Regions from separate parts of the Mus musculus genome. Here regions 1, 2, 4 and 5 are each linked to region 3. The links are chromatin contacts, called in public ChIA-PET, Micro-C and promoter capture Hi-C maps. All regions are on one chromosome and are shown on one strand. Each heading gives the region's core, a stretch centred on a gene start, on an enhancer-like site or on the middle of the called end of the contact. The rest is flanking DNA. Distances are from core to core; before and after follow the strand shown. Region 1 overlaps Cacna1d (calcium channel, voltage-dependent, L type, alpha 1D subunit). Region 2 overlaps Cacna1d (calcium channel, voltage-dependent, L type, alpha 1D subunit). Region 3 holds the start of Dcp1a (decapping mRNA 1A). Region 4 overlaps Cacna1d (calcium channel, voltage-dependent, L type, alpha 1D subunit). Region 5 holds the start of Sfmbt1 (Scm-like with four mbt domains 1).

Region 1 (3,358 bases), core at 790-3,289, 230 kb before region 3:
CTCAGAGTCCAAGACAGGTCTTTCCAGATGACTTGGACAGTCACAGAACTGGACCAAGACCAGATCTGTCAACCCCGGGCCAGCCTGGCCCTCTCTGCCTGTCTTTATTGAGTAAGAAACATTCATTCTCTCACCCAGGTAGCCCAGGGCTTGACAAGGCAGGCAGCCCTTTGGAAGCAAGCCTTTCTTCTAGGTTGGTAGAAAAGTAGGGGCAAGCCAGGACCCATGGAAAGGACGTCAGAACCTATGCTCAACAGCACAGGCTTTCCCAATGACTTGTCAACAGAAATTAATCCAAAAGCAAATACTAATGTCTAAGGTAAACTTTATTACTTATTAATTATATACTGGCCATGTGTAATAGCAAAAACTGGCTTTCCTTATTCAAGCCAACAAGCATCTTTCATTTTCAAATGAGAGTCCCACTGATACCACCTCCCCCTGCTCCCATAAAGAACACAGCTCAGTGTCCCTCTACAGACCTAGCAGGAAGTGACGCGTGTCAAACTGCCAGAAAATGGCTATGCTAAGGAAAAGTAATTTCAACTTTGATCACAGAAAGCACCACGGTCCCTGAGTTACAGCTTCCCTTCGAGCCTCAGACGCACTGAGCTAGGGGCCTCCAGGACGAGGGGCAGGAGCTCTTAGCAGGCTTTCAGGAAGCAATGACGAGCTCAAAACAAGAGAACCACAAAGACACATGCAGTGGAGACTCCTCTCGGCAAGACAGCAGGCTGAATAAGGCAGAGCTGGTCTCAGGAGTCCCACAGATCCTTCTATTTCAAGGTGCTGGTGATCTCTAGTGATGGCTCTCCTCAGAGTTCTGCTCTCTTGACTACACCATGTCCGTCCCCCCCCCCCCCTTTCCACATCAGTCACCAGACAGCAGCAGATCTGGTGATATAGTGATTTTGTTTATGGTTTATCCCTCTCCCTAATGAACAAAAGCTTGAAACAGGCATAATTATTTTTGTTGATCTTCACCGAGATTGTTTATATTTCCAATGCCCAGACAAGATCTGACAGATGGAAGGCCCTGGAAAGCTCACTGGGGGGCCACATGAGGACAATGTTTGTGGTGTATGCACCGCTAATCAAGTTCATGGGTATCAAGGTGACTTCCATCTCTTCCTAGGGTTTAAAGCAGCAAGTGACTAAACCTTGCTCCTTTTAGGCTGAATCAACTCCATATGTGGGAAGACACCCCAGGAGATGGAGGAGTCTATGCCGACACCAGCCTGAGTTGTTGACAACAGATGCCCCCGTTTAGTAACACATTCACTATGCACACTGCAGCACCCCCATCTGCCCAGCCCATCTGTTTCAATCACCTCTGGACACATGTCACCAAGTTTCCTCATCCTCCTGAGCATTAGGCTCGACTCTTTAAAAGAAGAAGCCAGAAGACATTTTTTTTTTCCTGAAATCTTACCCTGAACCCATCTCTCCACTATAGCATTAGCTGTGCTCTGGGGAGGAACAGTCAAGTTGGTTGGCATGGGAAAAGACTCAAGTCATGATGGAATGGGTGAATGAGGGGAGGGGTGGGGACCCATGGATACATGGTTCTGGCCTGAGCCAGTGGTCACCAGGGGACACAAACCTGGACACAGAATGGTGTGTGGGGAGAGCAGGAACGTGAGGACATGAGGTAACTCCGTTTGCTCCTTCACACACCCAGGCCTCAGACATGAGCCTAGATTGTGGGTCAGAGTGCTACAGTTCTCACTGGCCTCCAGTGTCAATCATTGTCTTCCAAGTGGAAATACTCTTGCTATCTGCCCTGAAACCCTCTCACTGCCTCTCACTGGGGGTCTTCTTGTGACACACATCTGCATTCTCCAGTGGGTAAGCTGGCTATCACAGACCCCACTGCCCACCTGAACATAGACTCAAACTAAAAAGGTCACCCCCTCCCATTAGAAAACTGTCTCTAATGCTGGATTAACTAACATGCCATTTAAAGAGCTAAGCAACTAACCACTAAACTAGACAGTCAACCTGCAGAGAACACAGGAAACCTACCAAGAGGAAACAAGAGGCCCCTGAGGCTGGGAGGGAGGGAGGAAGTGGTGCCTGCTGTGCACAATTTCTGACCAACCAAGAGCTTCAAGGTGATCTGATTTTCAAATCTGCATAAAGAGGGAGAAGGATGACAGGAAGGCAATCAACACGCCTCGGGGGACTTCATGATCAGATTAGAAGTCTCCATGTCTTGACCAGAAGAAAAAAACTGGGATACCCACAACACCCACGAAACGGCTGCTACATACACACAAGTGTGGAGAGCTATGGCCTAAGGAAAAGGGCTCAAGGAGGCCACTGCGCTCTCGAATGGAAAGAGCAGCGCTGCTGGCTGTCCAGCTCCAGCTCCAAGACCGATGCCTCTCTCCCTACCCAGAAAACTCTTTCCAGAGCCTTAACCTCCTTGCTTCTGTCCCTTCACAGACTTTATCTCCCTCATAAGGCAGATGCTCTCTCCAGTCAGCTAATATCACATGTTATGGAATCTTGTCCTCCAGGCATGGCATGGCCGTGGTGGTCTTGAAACCAGCGAGGGTGCAGCTGACCACCCCCACACCTCCCTAAGACTGGAGCCACTGCCATTTCCTTGTGAGGATGGCACAGGAGGCACTGGGTGAAACTCCCCCTCAAGCTAGGTAAGTGTAAATAGCTACAAGGGTGAGGCTCTTCCTATAGCTACCCCAGAAGCTGCCCGCACTCCTGTAAGTAACCACAGTGAAATTACTGGTTCACTGGTAACTGATCAGAACTCTTTCTGTAGTCTGTCATTACATCTGCTCTGCCAGGTGCCACTCCATTCCCATCTTAGTTCCTCCTTATTTTCCCAGACACCCCCCTCCCCCCCCACACACACACACTTCCTTCTGTCCCTCCTAATTCAAAGATGTGTTCCCTGGACATCTCTTGGCTCCTCCTGACCTCTGCTGACCCTCACTCTTACCACAGGCTCTCCCTGGCACCCACCTTATCCTTACCCTGCTCATTCCTCACTGTGGGCACTTCCCCAGGGAGAGGAACGGAACACCTGTGCATGAGCCTGCCCTGGTAGAATCCATGTGTGGCCCATCCACTGAATATACCTAGCACCAGACTAGGCTCCTGCAGAGACGGTGCTCAGCAAGCACGTGCTGAGGTGACCAGATCAACCAACTGAACAAGTATTGCCTGAGAAACCTGCATCTGACTTCTCCCTGTGAGCTGGGCTTCAGTAAGCCCTGAGCATAGGAACAACTTTGTCTTGATTCCTGAAATGAAGCAGCTGACTATGGGACTAGTCACGTTGCTTCAAATGCTTTAAAATAACACAATTACATGCCTGCAGCTATTATTTAAG
Region 2 (3,501 bases), core at 602-3,101, 170 kb before region 3:
GATCTTTGCTCAAAGGTTTAAAACTATACTAACGCCATCCTTAGCTCTTAGGGTATATCAGAATAAGGCTGGGGCTGGGGGCTAATGTCTCCCAAGTGTCACATGTCTCATGTCCTTTGGACCTTCTGGTCTGGAGATAAGCATCTAGAATACATGGATGGCCCCGTGCTTATGTCTCTTAAACCGGTAGCTCCCATGCATTTCAACAAGCCTCTGTGAAAAATCACTACCACATGTTAACAGGACTGTTTGTAATTATTTCATTAGAGATAGAATCTACTTTCTCAATTAAAAAAAAAAAAATGGTCAGGAAGACACGAATTTGCTTCAAGCCATGCCAAGTTCAGCTCTAAAAAATGACCAGAGCAAGAGAGAACTCTTTGACTCTTAACCCCCCTCTATTATTAAGTATATGACTTAAGCCTTCAAATCTTTTGCAAATAAAGGAAAAAAAAGGGGAAATCCAAACCTTTTCTGTCCTTTTTCCGAGTCATGAGTCCTCTCAAAAGTTTCCGAAAAACAAAAGAGTTACAAGCCCGGAGGCTCCAGAAGCATGCTCTGCACATGTCGTCGTAGGTCCAGCAAAAGCAAAAAGCAACACCAACAAATAAGAGCCGAGGACCCTCGAGGAGGCCTTCAAGGCAGGCCTTATCAAAGGGCTTATCTGCTGCAAAGACTCAGGGAGCACGGACTGCATGCTCCCCCACCTGAGCCTCACTGCCACCCACCAAGCAGGCTGCTCACTGCCCTTGGAGTGCCAGTGAGGCAGGCTCAGGAATACAGACCCGCCTGTGTGTGCGCTAAGACTCAAGATTCTAGAAACAAGCTTCCTAGTTGATCTTTTTAAAAGTTCATTTTTATTCGTTTTTAATTATTTGTGTATATGCTGGGGGTTAGGTATGCGCATGTGAGCATAGGTGCTCACAAAGTCCAGAAGAGGGTATTGGAATCCCCCCGGAACTAGAATTATAGGCAGTTGTGAGATGCCAAACATGGGTACTGGGAACCCAACTTGGGTCCTCTGCAAATGAGGTATGTGCTCTTAACCACTGAGCCATCTCTCTAGCCATGCTATTTGATAACCTTTGAGGAAGGTGGGAAGGGAATCTGCTTCTAAGATGTAGTTTTACAGAGCATGATAAGTCATGTCTGTAATCCTAGCACTTGAAAGGCTGGGGCAGGAGAGTGGCCACAACAAGTTCAAGACTGAGATGCAGAATGAGACTCTGAGCTACACAGTGAGGTTGTATCTCAAGAGGTAAAATAAGTTGAAAAATAAAGTAACAAAATATAGTTTCTCTTTTCCAGAAAAGGAATAGGTATATGTGGCCCTGACTATGTCAAGGTCTTCCGATGTAACTGCCCTGCTTCCATCTGACTTCTATGGCCAATAAAAGAGGATTTTAAGCCATTCCTTCACACCCCAGTCTGGCAAGAGGAGAATCCTGGTTTGCTCTCTGCAACCTCAAAAGCAACACCATGTTCTAACCCCACTAGGAAGGAAACATTAAGACGATCCATCAGTGCAGAGCTGTAGCTGATGGCCCTGCGTGCGAGCCTCTTCTACACGGGAGGTAGAGCCTGTCGGTCAGTTTTCACCCACAGGTCAAGAGGCGAGAATTCGGAGCCAAAAATAGATTTTATTTGCCTTTCAGCGGAAGTGCCAGGCAAATACCACATAATCTGTCCTAATGCAGGACCCTCTGCATCCTGTGGCTCTGCTCCAAATGCCCAGCACAAGGGAAGGTTTCCTTCCCGTGCCTTTCAAGAAGGCAACCGACCCATAGGCCAGGAGAGGCTCTGCTTGCATCAGCAAGGTACTCGTGAGAGAGTTCAGGTGTCATGTGCCAGGTTAGGAGTGCCACTTTGCCAGAGCAGCAAGTTGAAAGGGCAACGACAATGATGCATGACCCTAGAGGTCACCACTGGCTCTTGTCTAAATGAGTGTGACAGAATGCTCTTTCAGTTCCTCCAACCCCCCACCCCACACACACACACACACACACTCAAATGAGCATGCCCAGACACAGGGCATGCAGAGGGAAAAGTGCCAACGTATTTGAGTGATCTGTGTCAGAGAAAGAACAAGGACACTGAGAGACACATGCAGGACAGAGAGACACTTTGAGCCAAGGCCCAAAGGCAAAGAGACAGAGAAAACATTAATGAGTAGAAAAACAAATGTCCTGAAGGGAGTTGGCACAACTAGATATTTGCAAATAGTTGGGCCCTGTGCTGACAGCCAAGTCTCTTACTAATATGTGTATGAAGAGACACGCTGATATTAAAATAAACGTATTATGTATTTAATTATACCAACTGGAGTTCGTGGCGTGAAGGAACAGATGCTTGGAGTGGAAGGATAATGAACACAGAGATGAGAGGGATGGGAGGAGAACCCGCAGGCGCCCGGGTACAGAACGGAGGTGAGAAGGACGCAGGCGCGCTGAGCATGATGGGAAGGAAGCCTAGAAGCAGGTCCTAAAAAAGCCCACTGTGTCAATGAGGGTGAGTGAGGCTACGAAAAGTGAGCTACAGAGGTGAGACGCTCACCCACTGCCCCTCGAGCCCCACAGGAGGCAGAGGGTGTGTAAGCCACGTCCCTGTACCCCCAGGGACTTGGAGGGAAGGCAGGAGAAGTGGAAGGGACAGAATGAGAACAGGCCCTAATGACGCTCTAGATTTACAAGGCCGGGAGAGATAAAATTGGATAAGATAAAGCTTAAGCCAGCAATTTGGAAAGAAAAGCAATCAGCTGAATTACAGAAAGCAATAGCCACAGGAGGGGAGGGGTGGGGAAGGGAGGGGAGGGGAGGGGGAGGGGAGGGGAGGGGAGGGGAGGGGAGGGGAGGATAAGGGGAGGGGTGAGCAAGGCCAGCTCACATACTCTACCTCCTCCCCCAAAACTTCTGGAAATAACTCAAGCATTCTCTAGGGGCCACTCCAAAGACCTGAGGGATCGAAGGTACTTTCCTTGTTAGTTTATGTCTGTGAAATCAATGGGAGGAGGTTCTCCGATGCCTTATACAAAGAATCCATCCTACAGAAGGGGACCCTGCTCTCTGCACACAGTTCACAGCACCCACAGTGTAGGCGTATGCATGCAACCTTTTGATGTTATGAATCAACATTGTCATCTACAAAAGTCACACGTGAGAACAACTCAATTGAGGCACACAAAAAAAAAAATCGCAATGCACCCTTATATTGTGGGCCATTAAATGGCTCCAGGGGTGAGGGAATTTACCCTGCAAGCCTGGTGACCTGAGGTCAAAGGTCAAAGGACAGACCCAACTCAACAGTTGTCCTCTTTCCTCCAGGAACGCACATGTGCACACGCACCAATATATAACAATAACTGTTTAAATCTCATAATGTTTTTAAGTAAGATTAGTATTTTGTATCGGGCCTCATTGATAGCTATCTTGGGCATCATGTAGCCAATGGCTTCAGGTTGGAAACATGACAGAAAATGGCCAGTTCCTCTCCCTGCATGCATCA
Region 3 (3,659 bases), core at 672-3,171:
CTAATACCAGAATACGACTGACTAGTGTGGAACTGTGAGCCACTCACCTCTTCCCCTCCGGGCTGAATTAAAGCATCAGTTAAATGCTAGGTTCCCACCTCACCACCGAGTCACGATGCAAATCTCAGCCCTTGCTTTACTTTCCCGAGGAACACCTACTCATCCAAAGCACCAGTTCAGACCTCAGCAACTCCTTGAAGCCTGCCTACCCGAAGCCAACCTCAGAAGTCGGCTCGAGACACCCCAAGGCCATCATGTTCTTAGCACAGAGATGAATGTGCCCCAGAGGGACAGAGAGCATGGATAATGAACAAAGACAGGAGAGAGGGGAAGAGGACGAAGGGGAAGGAAACAAAGAGGAGGGGAGGAAGGGAATGAGAGATATTTGGGGAGGAGGGAATAAAGGACTGCCTCTGGATGTCGAGGCAGAAGTGGCCCACAGGCAAACGGCAGTTAATAAAGGTAAAAGGGGAAACCCCACAGTAGGATGTGTTTAATTTTAATTGGGCACATTAATTAGGTGAACTAAAGGGGGCTTTTGATTGCTGGACTTCAATACTTTTATAGCTGGACTTTGGTAGTCGGCCTCAGGAGAAAGAAGTGGCTAAATTAGGGACTAGACCTTGGTGGCTAGTGTTAGGAATAAAATCTAACAGTTTTTAGCAAGGCAGAGGGAAAAGGGGAGAAGAGCAAGGTCTGCCAGAACCTTGCCTGCCATGCTGGAACTGGTAGTGAGGTTCCTTCACTACCTTTCCTGGCTCAGATGGCAATAAGGACGCCACCCTCTGGAATTCAAAGAGAGACATCTATCATGGGGCTGTTTGCTTGCGTTTAGTTTCTCCTAGAGCCAAAAGAGTTGGAAGCTCGGAGCTGGCAACCACTCAATAAGATCAGTGAGTGTGTACAGAAGTGAAGGGTGAATAACCGATAGGCGGCTGTTCCAGCTTTTGTAGTTGCTTCACACGCGGTTCTGTCAAGAATGTAAAGTTTGCCCTTCCATTAGTATGTAAAACCACAAGCAACACAAATATGTGGGGGTACTTTGAGAAAATGTAAAGTTTATCCTTTCAAAAATGTTCATTTGTGCTGAGATGTCTTCAATAAAGAGAAACGATGGTTTTTAAAGCAACTCAATGAAAACAGCCTGAGCACTTTGCTTTACCTCTTAGTACTTCCTGATCCCTTAAAATGCCCAATAAATGTTTTCTTTTTAAAAGAGATCTACTTACTATTTTAAATAATAGACGTCTCTATAGAACAATAGAAATATTTATCTGGGACCCAGATGAGGAAAAAGACGAGCAAAAGAGGGTAGGCCAAGTCTATTGTAGTTCCAGGCAGGCTAGTTTGGCTGCTTTGAAACATTTCTTTCAAAAGTTACCAAACTGTTAAGAGTGAAGGTGCACTCTGAGGTCAGAAGTGACGGACAGCTCCCCTTCCTCATTTGGACTGAGTTTTCTTTTTTCTTTTTTTAAAGATTTATTTATTTTATGTATATGAGTACACTGTAGCTGTACAGATGGTTGTGAGCCACCATGTGGTTGCTGGGATTTGAACTCAGGACCTTTCGGAAGAGCAGTCAGTGCTCTTAAACGCTGAGCCATCTCTCCAGCCAGGTCTGAGTTTTCTAAATGGTACGTGGAGACCTCATGTCCTCAGCAGCAAGCATTTCGATTCTGCGCCGGAACCCGAGTTAGGGACTGCGCTGGGGTGCAGCCTCCCCGGCAGGAGTCAGGTTCATTCAGGGAACCGGTTCACACCCCGCCAGGTGAGAGAGGTCTCCGGACTATCAGCTCACGGCTCCACCGCGCAGGCGCGGGGGCCTGTCTCTTCCGGCAGACGCGGCCCGAAGAAAATCGGAACCAGGGCTCCTGGCGCACAGGAGCAGCGGATGAGATTAGCTGAAGTACCACGCTCGGCAAGGCTGGGCCGGTAGGCGGAAGTGGAGGGCTGACTGAGCTGGGGGAACTTTGCCTGGATGGCACTTTCCTGTTCCACAGTCCGCCCCCGCCGGAGGGGCTCGGCTCTGAGATCCAAGATGGAGTTGTTGAGTCGAGCTGAGCAAGAGATGAGTCTGGCGGCCTTGAAACAACACGACCCCTATATCACCAGCATCGCAGACCTCACGGGCCAGGTCGCCCTGTACACTTTCTGCCCCAAAGCCAACCAGTGGGTGAGTGAGGCCCGGCCGGGGACAAGGCCAGCCTGGCCGCTGCCGCCTCTTAAAGGGACCGCGCAGACAGCTGAGGATTGGGGGTGGGGGAGAGAAGCAGGAGCCCAGGACCGCAAAGGCGAGGCCGGGACCTCTCCCAAAACCGGGTCCGGAGCCAAAGAGGTGACCGGGGCACGCGGAATTGAAAGAATGTAGCGGAAGGAGTAGACCAGAGACAGAGCAGGGAAATCGGATGGAGGAGAGAAACGAGGCAGGATCAGTCTTTTTGGGTCGGTTCTCGGGGCTTGAGGTTGCATTGGTAAAATATGAGACAAGTTAATTTTAACAAGTGAGTGAAAGCCTGTGTTTGAAGACTTTGAGGACTCTTAGATACATGTACTTGATGGAAGAGTCCGCTCCTCTTTCCCTGCCGACCTAAATGTGATGGTTTGGATTTGAAGCTTTAAAAATCAGCTTCAGGAGTTAGACCAGCTTTAGTCGAACTACTCTGTATCTCTGGAATTTGAGGAAAATTTTCAAGGCTACTTCAGTAAGAACTGGATTCCTTGGAGACGTTTGCAAGAAAAAGAGACCAGTGCTAGGACCTTTGATGGCTCCCTTCTTTTGGGATTGTGTGAGTGGCATAGAGTTGCAGAAGTTACTTTGTCTACTCGCAGATTCTAGTTAACCTCAACTCGAAGCACCTGTGTACACGGCCCCTTTTCTTGTGCTCCGTTTTTCCTCATTCACTCATTGGGCTATACAGAGGTTCGGTTTTAGAACATTAAAGCTCAACACCTGCGCTGAAAACCCGAGTTAACGCTGTTGCAGCAAAAGAAAGAATACTAATGTTCGATTTTCTTGTTTATTTCTTGTAGTACAGGAACTCAAACCCAAGACCCCCTGATAGCAGGCAGGCACTGTTCCTCTACCACTGGGCTATATACCCACCCCGAGTTACAATTTCTTAGTCACATTTTCAGTTGTTTATTTTAAAACCCTACCAAATTTGCCTAAGGCAGAGAATGGTTTCTATCCATGATTCTTAACAAAGTTCTGAAAATAATAAATTGTGTTTGGTAACCGCAAAATGTGTAACTTGTGAAAATATTCCTAAATCCTCCAGAAATGAAACAAAGGATCTTATAAGAAAATTTCCCAAGGGTAGGGATTTAGCTCAATGGTGCACAGCTGTGCATCATGAGCCCCAGGCTCTGAGTTCAACCCTGGTATCAGGGTTGAAGAAAGTTCTATTCTTTTTCTATAAACTTCCATAGACTGCTTAAGTTTGTTTTGTTTTTTTATTTTGGTTTGGTTTTTCTTTTTTTAAGTTGCAGTACACAATACCTTGACTGTAAATATTAAGATACCTAATTGAAAGGTTTTTGTGTTTACAAAGATAAAACTGGGGCTGGAGAAGTGGCTCAGTAGTAGCTACGAGCATTTGCTGCTCTTCCTGAGGACCTGGCTCAGTTTTCCAGCATCCCCATGCTGGTTTATATCCATC
Region 4 (3,464 bases), core at 298-2,797, 200 kb before region 3:
TCAATTGCAAGCCAAGAGCCTCCGTGCCTTCTCTCTGAGTTTTTACCACCCCTGAAAAGGGCAGAATACAAACTGTCTCTCAGTACATTGTTAGCTTGGCTCAGGTAATTCAGGTTATGTTTTGGAAACAAATGGGTAAAGACAAATTCCCAGTTGGTTTAAAGGTTTGTGCATTTAGAGCTCCACAAGAGAAAGCGTGAATCTGTCCTCACAGGGCTCACTGTGAGGCTCCCTGTTGGGCTCACACGGGAGAGCCACAGTGTTTGCCCAGCCCTCCGCTTCTCAGCATGGGATCTATGTGAAGCAGGGCTAGGGGAACCCAGAACGACAAACCCCACACACTAAGTGCTCAAAGCACCCCTGAGCATCTGTGACCATTCCAGTCTTCATGCTCATCTTAAACCACCTTTAGGAAAGGGGTCGATGGCCGAGACTATTTAAGGAGGATGAACTCTATGCACCATAAAGGTAGACTGTGTCTGATCACTGAGGCCCAATGGGAGTGCTGCTTTCTACAAAAACTAAAGAGAGGCACAAACTATAGCCTCATTCCTTTCTTAAATGACTGTTTATATTTTCCTTTTCTCATCAAAAATTTTTAAAAATAAATAATAAGGGGCTGGAGGGAGACCTCAGCTAAGTGGTTAAGAGCACTGTTCTTACAGAGGACCCAGATTCATTTCCCAGAACCCACAATTGGTTCACAATCACATCTAACTCCAATCCTAGGAGACCCAGTACCCTCTTCCAACCTTCAAAGGCACCAAACATGCATGTGGTATACATTCATGCATACAGACGAACATCCATACACCAAAATATAAACAAAATTAAAAAAAAAAAACACATAATCAAGATGAGCATGTAAAGGAGATTTTTTTTAAGCTGTAGAATAAACAAAAGCAAACGAAAAATGTTTTCATAATAAGTGTTAAAAAAAAATACTTTACTATAGCCAAACATTACAAACCAGGAACACGAAGTACTTCATCAAGGCCTCCACTTTCCTAATTTTGTCACTGATGTCATGAAAAGAAAAATGCCAACAAAACTGTAGTGACTTCAGCCGGGTATTGGTGGCACACACCACAATGTCAGCACTAAGGTGGCCTCGCGGATGGAGTCTGCCTTTCTTGAGAGGAAGAAGCACATAAAAGCATAAAATGTGAAGAAAACCAAATTTTGAGCACGAGCCATTAAAGTGGGAGTGTGGGGCTAGCCTGAGCTACACAGCACGATCCTGTCTCAAAAACATAAATAAACAAGAGGAGGGGGAGGAGAAAAGAGGGAGGGAAGGGGGGAAGGGAGAGAAGGGCAAGGGAGGAGAGGAGAGGGGAGAGGAAGGGAAGGAAGGAGGGGAGGAGGGCAGCATTAGTTTAAGGAGCTAACTCTAAAATAAGCAAAGCATAATCTAGGGATATACTGTGAAAAACTGAAGCTCAGAAGGAAGTCGAATGTTTATTTCCCTTTATAGCTCCCGGCTCTCAGTCAACAGCCGCCACAGATGGTCCCAGCCCCAGACTGTTCTGTGCTGCTCACAACACTTGAAGACGAGGCACGCTACCTTTTCCAAAACTTCCTGTCCGCACCTGGTGCTCTGCTCGTCCCACCACAACATACACCAAGGTCTGGTTCCCATGTGGTGGTGTTGAGAGGGATAGCTTAGCAAAAGACATGAAGGAGGAGGCAGGGCTCTGAGAAGAAGGAAGCATATGTAAGGTTTACGAAAACAACGCTTCAGCACCAGTCACCAGGTCTGACTGGGACACAACCATCCTGCCAGTTATCGATGCATATGGCTGCTTCTCACCCCCAACAGCCTCACACGCAGGCTAACTCGGTCGCTCTTTGGCCCTTTCCAGAGTGCCATCCTCCGAGTTAAATCGGAGGGAAGCTTATCTCAACTCAAGCAGCATTTGACCATGTCGTGGTGCACGTTAGAAATGCATCCTAGAAATCCACAGAAACAAGCTTAGTGAGCCATCCCCACCCACACAGGGTTTATGTTACAGACAACAGTGTTAACTCTAATGTGAGGGCTGCAGCTGCAGGCAAGAGCGGATAAGAACCCCCACCCTTGGCCCAGTCCATGCCAATGAAACGCTGGGCAGAAAACAGAGGGCATCTAAGGACTGTGAAATGTAAATGGGAACACGGAGACTGGGGAATGGAAACAAACTCAGAATACCTTCAGAATAGTGCCCAATTCTCCTCTTTCACCCTGGTCTCCGGGTATCACCCAGTGCAGATTCAAAGGCAGCCTGGCACTCGAAAACATGCAGTGTGTATAGACAAAATTAAAGAGAGAGAGAGAGAGACAGAGAGAGAGACAGAGAGAGAGACAGAGAGAGAGAGAGAGAGAGAGAGAGAGAGAGAGAGAGAGAGAGAGAAAGAAAAGAAAAGCTCCTTGCTTCCTAGACCAAGGAGCAAAACAAAACCAAAAACCTCCACAGTCAGGGGTCTCACAAGAGCCTTGATTTTTTTGATCATTCCCACCCAGACCCAGTCAGGACCTGCAGGGCCAAAGAGCAGGGCCAATCAGCTGGGTGGACACCAAACTCCAAGAGAATGCATCTCCCAAGGAGAGCTACCATCTCCAAGGCACAGGGTGAAATCCCATTGCTTTTTTTTTTTTTTTTTTCCTAGCTATTTACTGCCTGATCCTGGACACAGACAAAGAAAATAATCCATCCCAGTAGAGAATTACATGCTCTGACTTTCTATCTAAAGGTTGGTGGGAAAGGGCTTGAGGAAATAGGAAATTATCAGAGCGCCTGCAGAGAGGAACTCAGGAGGGTTATACAACCAAGTACCATCGTTCCCACTCAACTGTCTGCTCGGGATCTGACCCTAAACAGCAGCGCCAGTGGCCTTGAGATTTCCCACTCTGGGACAGCTCACTTCCCAGCTTTCAGCCTGGAGAACAGACACAAAAGGCATCATAAGACTGAGCAGAGACGGCCCACAGAAGAAAAGTCAAAGAGCTCAATTACCTGTCGGCATAAGACATGGACAAACCATAGATAGCATCGGAAGACAGCGGTGGCGTCCCTTATTGCTAGGCTTGGGACCAGAAGTGGTCGCTCAGGATGTTTCAGAGGGTAAATACCTCCATGTACTTAACTCGGTACTTTTGGAATGAGATCCAAGTTAAGGCACAACATTTGTTTTCATTTCCTTTGGACCTTGCATTTAAAGGGATCGTATGTATGATCATATGTATGTTCTGTGCATCTCTACAGATGTGAGATTTTCTACCATGATATCTTATTATGTCCGTTTTCAGATTTTTGCATTTTGGAGCATTTTTGGATTTCAGATTCTCAGATTAGATATGTTCAACCTATGTTTAAGAATGCCCATAATAGAACCCAAATTTACTGAGGCAAGACAGCTTGCAATGGAAGGGCAATCAACCCTCATGACATGGGTATCAGAATAATCAAAGAACTTAGAGGAACTAC
Region 5 (3,354 bases), core at 777-3,276, 240 kb after region 3:
TCCAAAACAGAGCAAAACTAAGATTGGATAGATGATCTTAGAATAATAAAATATGCAAAGAAATTATACCAGTAGACAGGTGCATGAAAGCTCACTTTGTTGGCATTCAACAATGAAAACAAAAACAAAAACAAGTAAACAAACAACCAACACCCAGAGGACTAGAATGACAGATGAACTGTAAACTAAAGCAAAAAAGAACATCAGACAGGGGCAACATTCCCTTCAATAACAAAAGTGAAAGATCCTTAAAAGAAAAAAAAAACTTTTTTTTTTTAAGTTAGAAGAGATTCAACTCGAGACAATAGATATGAACAACAGGTTATGTACAGAAGGGGAAATACAGATAGCAAATGGGGAAATTTTGAATGTTTAGTCATCCAAGAAGTGCCAAATAAGGTCACCTTAAACTAGGCATCATTCAATGTAGGGGAGAAAAGTTGTCCCTCAGTGTTTAGGAATGTGCATTCAATTCCTTACACTCTTCCTTGCTGGTGAAAGAACTGGGGCAAGAGAGGGCCATTCACAGCTTTCTACCTAAAAACTTTCCCATTCCTAGAAACTCAGCTCATCTGTGGACCGCATGGATGTGTTAGCAGACAACTGCAATGTAATAAAATACACAAGCAGGAACTATATACCTTAAAAACGACCATGCAAACAAAAAATGTTAGTCATAGTAGCAAATAAATGAAAATGTGTGCTTGCAAGCATGTATCTATGAAGAAGGGTTTTTTTGTTTGTTTGTTTGTTTGTTTTTTGTTTTTGGCCGGGGCGGGGGGGGTGTTGGGAGGGGGTGGGTGGGAGCTCAAATTGTGTAGCAATAATTGAATATCCTTTTATATTCTTCTTTATTTTTTTTTCTTGTTACTTTGTCTTTTCAATGGTGCTTACACTTACAAAAAGAAAAAAATCATCTGGCGTTTGTAATGTGCATATTTCCCAAGGTTGCCCAAAAACATGAGAAAGATGCTAATGGGAGCATCCCAAGACCTTCGTGTGTGTGTGTGTGTGTGTGTGTGTGTGTGTGTGTGTGTGTGTGTGTGTCTCGCCTCCTCTTCTCTAAAAGAAAGGAGTCTTCCTTGAGTAGGAGCCCCTGACTGAGGCCATCTTAGGCTGGAGAGTCTGGTCTCATTGGCACTCCGGGATCCCACAGGCGCTGGGATTTTCTTCTGAGGGAACTTTCTGGAGCAGGTGGGTGTGCTTCCTATTGACACCTGTGCTCGCTGAAGAAGGGTTGAGTAGCCGAACGTAACTGCCTGTGGGCACCTTCCGATTCGAGGCTGATTCACAGCATTTTTGAGCTTCTCCTGAAGCTCTTAGGTCAACCTGTGCCCCTTTGCGGCAGGACAACTCATTTACTGAGCCTGGACATGAGGTACGTAGAGGCGTTCGAGTCGGACTCGGTAGACGAGCACTAGAGTGCCCTGCTAGATCTCAAAGAACGTGTAGGATTCCCGACGTGGTCCGGCGGGCGGGCGCAGCTCCCTCGGCCACGGTATGCGCCCCTTGGGGACCTGCAGAACTGCTGCCTCTCTGCTAATACCATCTTGCTCGAGGTGGTCACGTGCGGGCTACAGTGGCGCGCTTCGCCAGGGACGGATGGATCAGGGACTTCGCGGGGTCCCGAGCCGCTCTGTCCAGAAGCCCGAGGTGAGGTCTTTCTTTCCAGAATCCCAAGCAAGGCCAGGACGCGCCTCCGGAGCCCGAGGACGCCGTCTCCAAGCCGTTCTCCGTCCATGGCGCCGTCGGGGATCAGAGGCTCACGCCGCGACGCCCAGCGCCACGGCCTCGCGGGTGTCTTTCGGCGAGGTGCGGACAGGGGGACGCGAGCAAAGCGGCGGGTTATGGACCCGGGCCCGCGGACGCGTCGTCTCCCGTGCAGCTCCAGCTCCGCGAGCCGGTGGGCTTGGGGAGGCCGGGTCGGGAGTGCCACGCGCGCGAAGCGAGGGGCGCGGGTTGCCGGGAGGGAGGACCGCGGAGCTGGGGGAGGGAGTGGGGGGGCCGCGGGCGCATGCGCCTTGCGTCCGTGCCATATTGGAATGAGTCGGAGCGCGGAGCGCCGCCGCCGCCGCCTCCGCCGGAGCGCGGGTGCAGGGGGGCGGGGAGAGCTGCCGGCCGCCCCGCTCTGCCGGGCTCAGCAGGAAGGAGGGCGCGAGCAGCGCGAGCGGAAAAGGCGCCCCGCGCGGGCGAGCGCCAAGAAGGAAAGAAAGAAAACCGAGCGAGCGGGCGGGCGTGCGAGCGAGCGGGGAGAGCGAGCAAGCGCGCGCGCGAAAACTCCCGTCAGGTAAAAAAAGCGGGGCGGCCGGCTGGGCCTTCCCGCGCGGCGGCCTGAGGGGTGGTGCGGCGCCCTCCCAAAGAGGCCCAGCAACTTTGCCAGCGGGAAGCGCCGGGAGCCAGCGGGCAGCGAGCGCGCGATCTGAGGCGCCAACGGGCGGCGGCGGCGCGTTGGGCGGGGGGGACGACTGGAGTGGGTGGGGGGACGCGGCGCCCGCGCGCGCGGCCTGGCGCGGTCCCGAGGCTCGGCGCGTCGGCCGGCGGGGGCTGCGGGGACGCGCCCGGGCACCTCGCGGACGCGGCGGAGGCCGGCGGCGCCGGGAGAGAGAGAGAGAGAGGGAGAACGGGCGAGCGGCGCGCGTCAGCCCAGCTGGGCGCGAGAGGCCAAAGTGGCCGGGTGGCGGTAGCGGGCTCCCAACTTGCAGGCTCCGGTCCCCTGCCCCCATCGAGCGGCCTCCCGCCGAGCCCCCGCGGACCCGCCCCCCCGGGCTCGCTCCGGGCGGGGCGCGAACCCGCAGCCCGCGCGGCCGCTCAACTTCTCAGGGCCTAGGCGGCGGCGGCAGCGGCAGCAGCAGCAGCGGCGGCGGCGACAGCAAGCGCGGTGGCCGAGTCTGAGCCTCCACCGCAACCGGTGGCTCCGGCCTCTCAGGCGCTTCGCCTGGGGAGGCACCGCCGCCCGACCCCCTGCGCGGATCTGGGGAGCGTCCTGAGGCCGCTCGGCAGGTCCGTGACCGTTTCGTTTTCTGTTCCCAAGTCTTGTTTTGTTCGCTGTAAAGACGCTGGAGGGGCGAGCCCTGTGTCCTGGGAAGCAAGGCCTGCTCTTTGCGGAGCAGAAAAGCCTTGTGAGACTCGGGATAAATTCCCGCGGAAAGGATAGACGTCGTGTTAAGTTTCCCCCCCGAGATGCCAGCTGTTCGCGTGGGGTCTCAAACTAAGCTGTCAAAGCCAGGTCATCTTTAGAGCTTGCGGTGCAGTGGGGTGGGACGCGTCCTGTAGGGCTTTTTTTTTTTTTTTAACTTGGTGGGCGCTCTTCCCCGCGGGTCACTCACAGCAGTTACTGGCCCCAAGTGGTGTGTG

What was found. Promoter capture Hi-C pulls out the DNA fragments that hold promoters and counts their contacts. Hi-C and Micro-C count contacts between places; a contact is called where the count stands out from the background. ChIA-PET counts read pairs in DNA pulled down with a chosen protein or histone mark.
Region 1: an RNA polymerase II ChIA-PET map of memory CD8 T cells shows a contact between it and region 3, with 16 read pairs. The contact joins the enhancer-like site here to the promoter of Dcp1a in region 3. A contact is called at or near these places in 13 of 39 promoter capture datasets (the 3T3-L1 cell line, 3T3-L1-derived adipocytes, the C10 cell line and 9 more), 3 of 484 Hi-C or Micro-C datasets (bone marrow-derived macrophages, granulocyte-monocyte progenitors and macrophages), 7 of 115 datasets of contacts at active chromatin or transcription factors (bone marrow-derived dendritic cells, bone marrow-derived macrophages, embryonic stem cells and 4 more) and 3 of 9 other capture datasets (adipose tissue, liver and macrophages).
Region 2: a contact with region 3 is called in a promoter capture Hi-C map of liver, with 2.1 times the contacts expected there. The contact joins the enhancer-like site here to the promoter of Dcp1a in region 3. A contact is called at or near these places in 6 of 39 promoter capture datasets (the C10 cell line, embryonic stem cells, frontonasal cranial neural crest and 3 more), 3 of 115 datasets of contacts at active chromatin or transcription factors (bone marrow-derived macrophages and large pre-B cells) and 3 of 9 other capture datasets (adipose tissue, liver and pancreatic islet).
Region 4: a promoter capture Hi-C map of hippocampal neurons shows a contact between it and region 3, with 2.7 times the contacts expected there. The contact joins the enhancer-like site here to the promoter of Dcp1a in region 3. A contact is called at or near these places in 12 of 39 promoter capture datasets (the C10 cell line, embryonic stem cells, frontonasal cranial neural crest and 8 more), 3 of 115 datasets of contacts at active chromatin or transcription factors (bone marrow-derived macrophages, extraembryonic endoderm stem cells and microglia) and 3 of 9 other capture datasets (adipose tissue, liver and macrophages).
Region 5: a contact with region 3 is called in a Micro-C map of embryonic stem cells, with 2.6 times the contacts expected there. The contact joins the promoter of Sfmbt1 here to the promoter of Dcp1a in region 3. A contact is called at or near these places in 10 of 39 promoter capture datasets (the 3T3-L1 cell line, 3T3-L1-derived adipocytes, the SN4741 cell line and 7 more), 2 of 484 Hi-C or Micro-C datasets (both in embryonic stem cells), 5 of 115 datasets of contacts at active chromatin or transcription factors (bone marrow-derived macrophages, effector CD8 T cells, embryonic stem cells and 2 more) and 4 of 9 other capture datasets (adipose tissue, liver, macrophages and 1 more).

Annotation. Positions count from the first base shown.
Region 1 is chr14:30,247,727-30,251,084 of GRCm38.p6, forward strand. All of the region lies in intron 3 of Cacna1d (calcium channel, voltage-dependent, L type, alpha 1D subunit), which reads right to left. Among named protein-coding and RNA genes, the nearest start is that of Gm52107, 25 kb to the left of the region's middle. Within about 2 kb of position 2,040, at least 61 of the 459 cell types and tissues checked have an H3K27ac peak or open chromatin away from gene starts, as enhancers often do. A contact at or near this core is called in the HPC-7 cell line and memory CD8 T cells, where this site is marked.
Region 2 is chr14:30,309,715-30,313,215 of GRCm38.p6, forward strand. All of the region lies in intron 3 of Cacna1d (calcium channel, voltage-dependent, L type, alpha 1D subunit), which reads right to left. Among named protein-coding and RNA genes, the nearest start is that of Cacna1d, 42 kb to the right of the region's middle. Within about 2 kb of position 1,852, at least 13 of the 459 cell types and tissues checked have an H3K27ac peak or open chromatin away from gene starts, as enhancers often do. A contact at or near this core is called in liver, where this site is marked.
Region 3 is chr14:30,477,644-30,481,302 of GRCm38.p6, forward strand. Dcp1a (decapping mRNA 1A) reads left to right here and starts at 1,922. Exons shown (of 10, transcript NM_133761.3): 1 at 1,922-2,173. The coding sequence starts at 1,979. It also overlaps a transcript of Cacna1d not described here.
Region 4 is chr14:30,282,629-30,286,092 of GRCm38.p6, forward strand. The region is part of intron 3 of Cacna1d (calcium channel, voltage-dependent, L type, alpha 1D subunit); the gene reads right to left. Among named protein-coding and RNA genes, the nearest start is that of Gm52107, 60 kb to the left of the region's middle. Within about 2 kb of position 1,548, at least 31 of the 459 cell types and tissues checked have an H3K27ac peak or open chromatin away from gene starts, as enhancers often do. A contact at or near this core is called in hippocampal neurons, where this site is marked.
Region 5 is chr14:30,713,589-30,716,942 of GRCm38.p6, forward strand. Sfmbt1 (Scm-like with four mbt domains 1) reads left to right here and starts at 2,027. Exons shown (of 21, transcript NM_001166532.1): 1 at 2,027-2,287.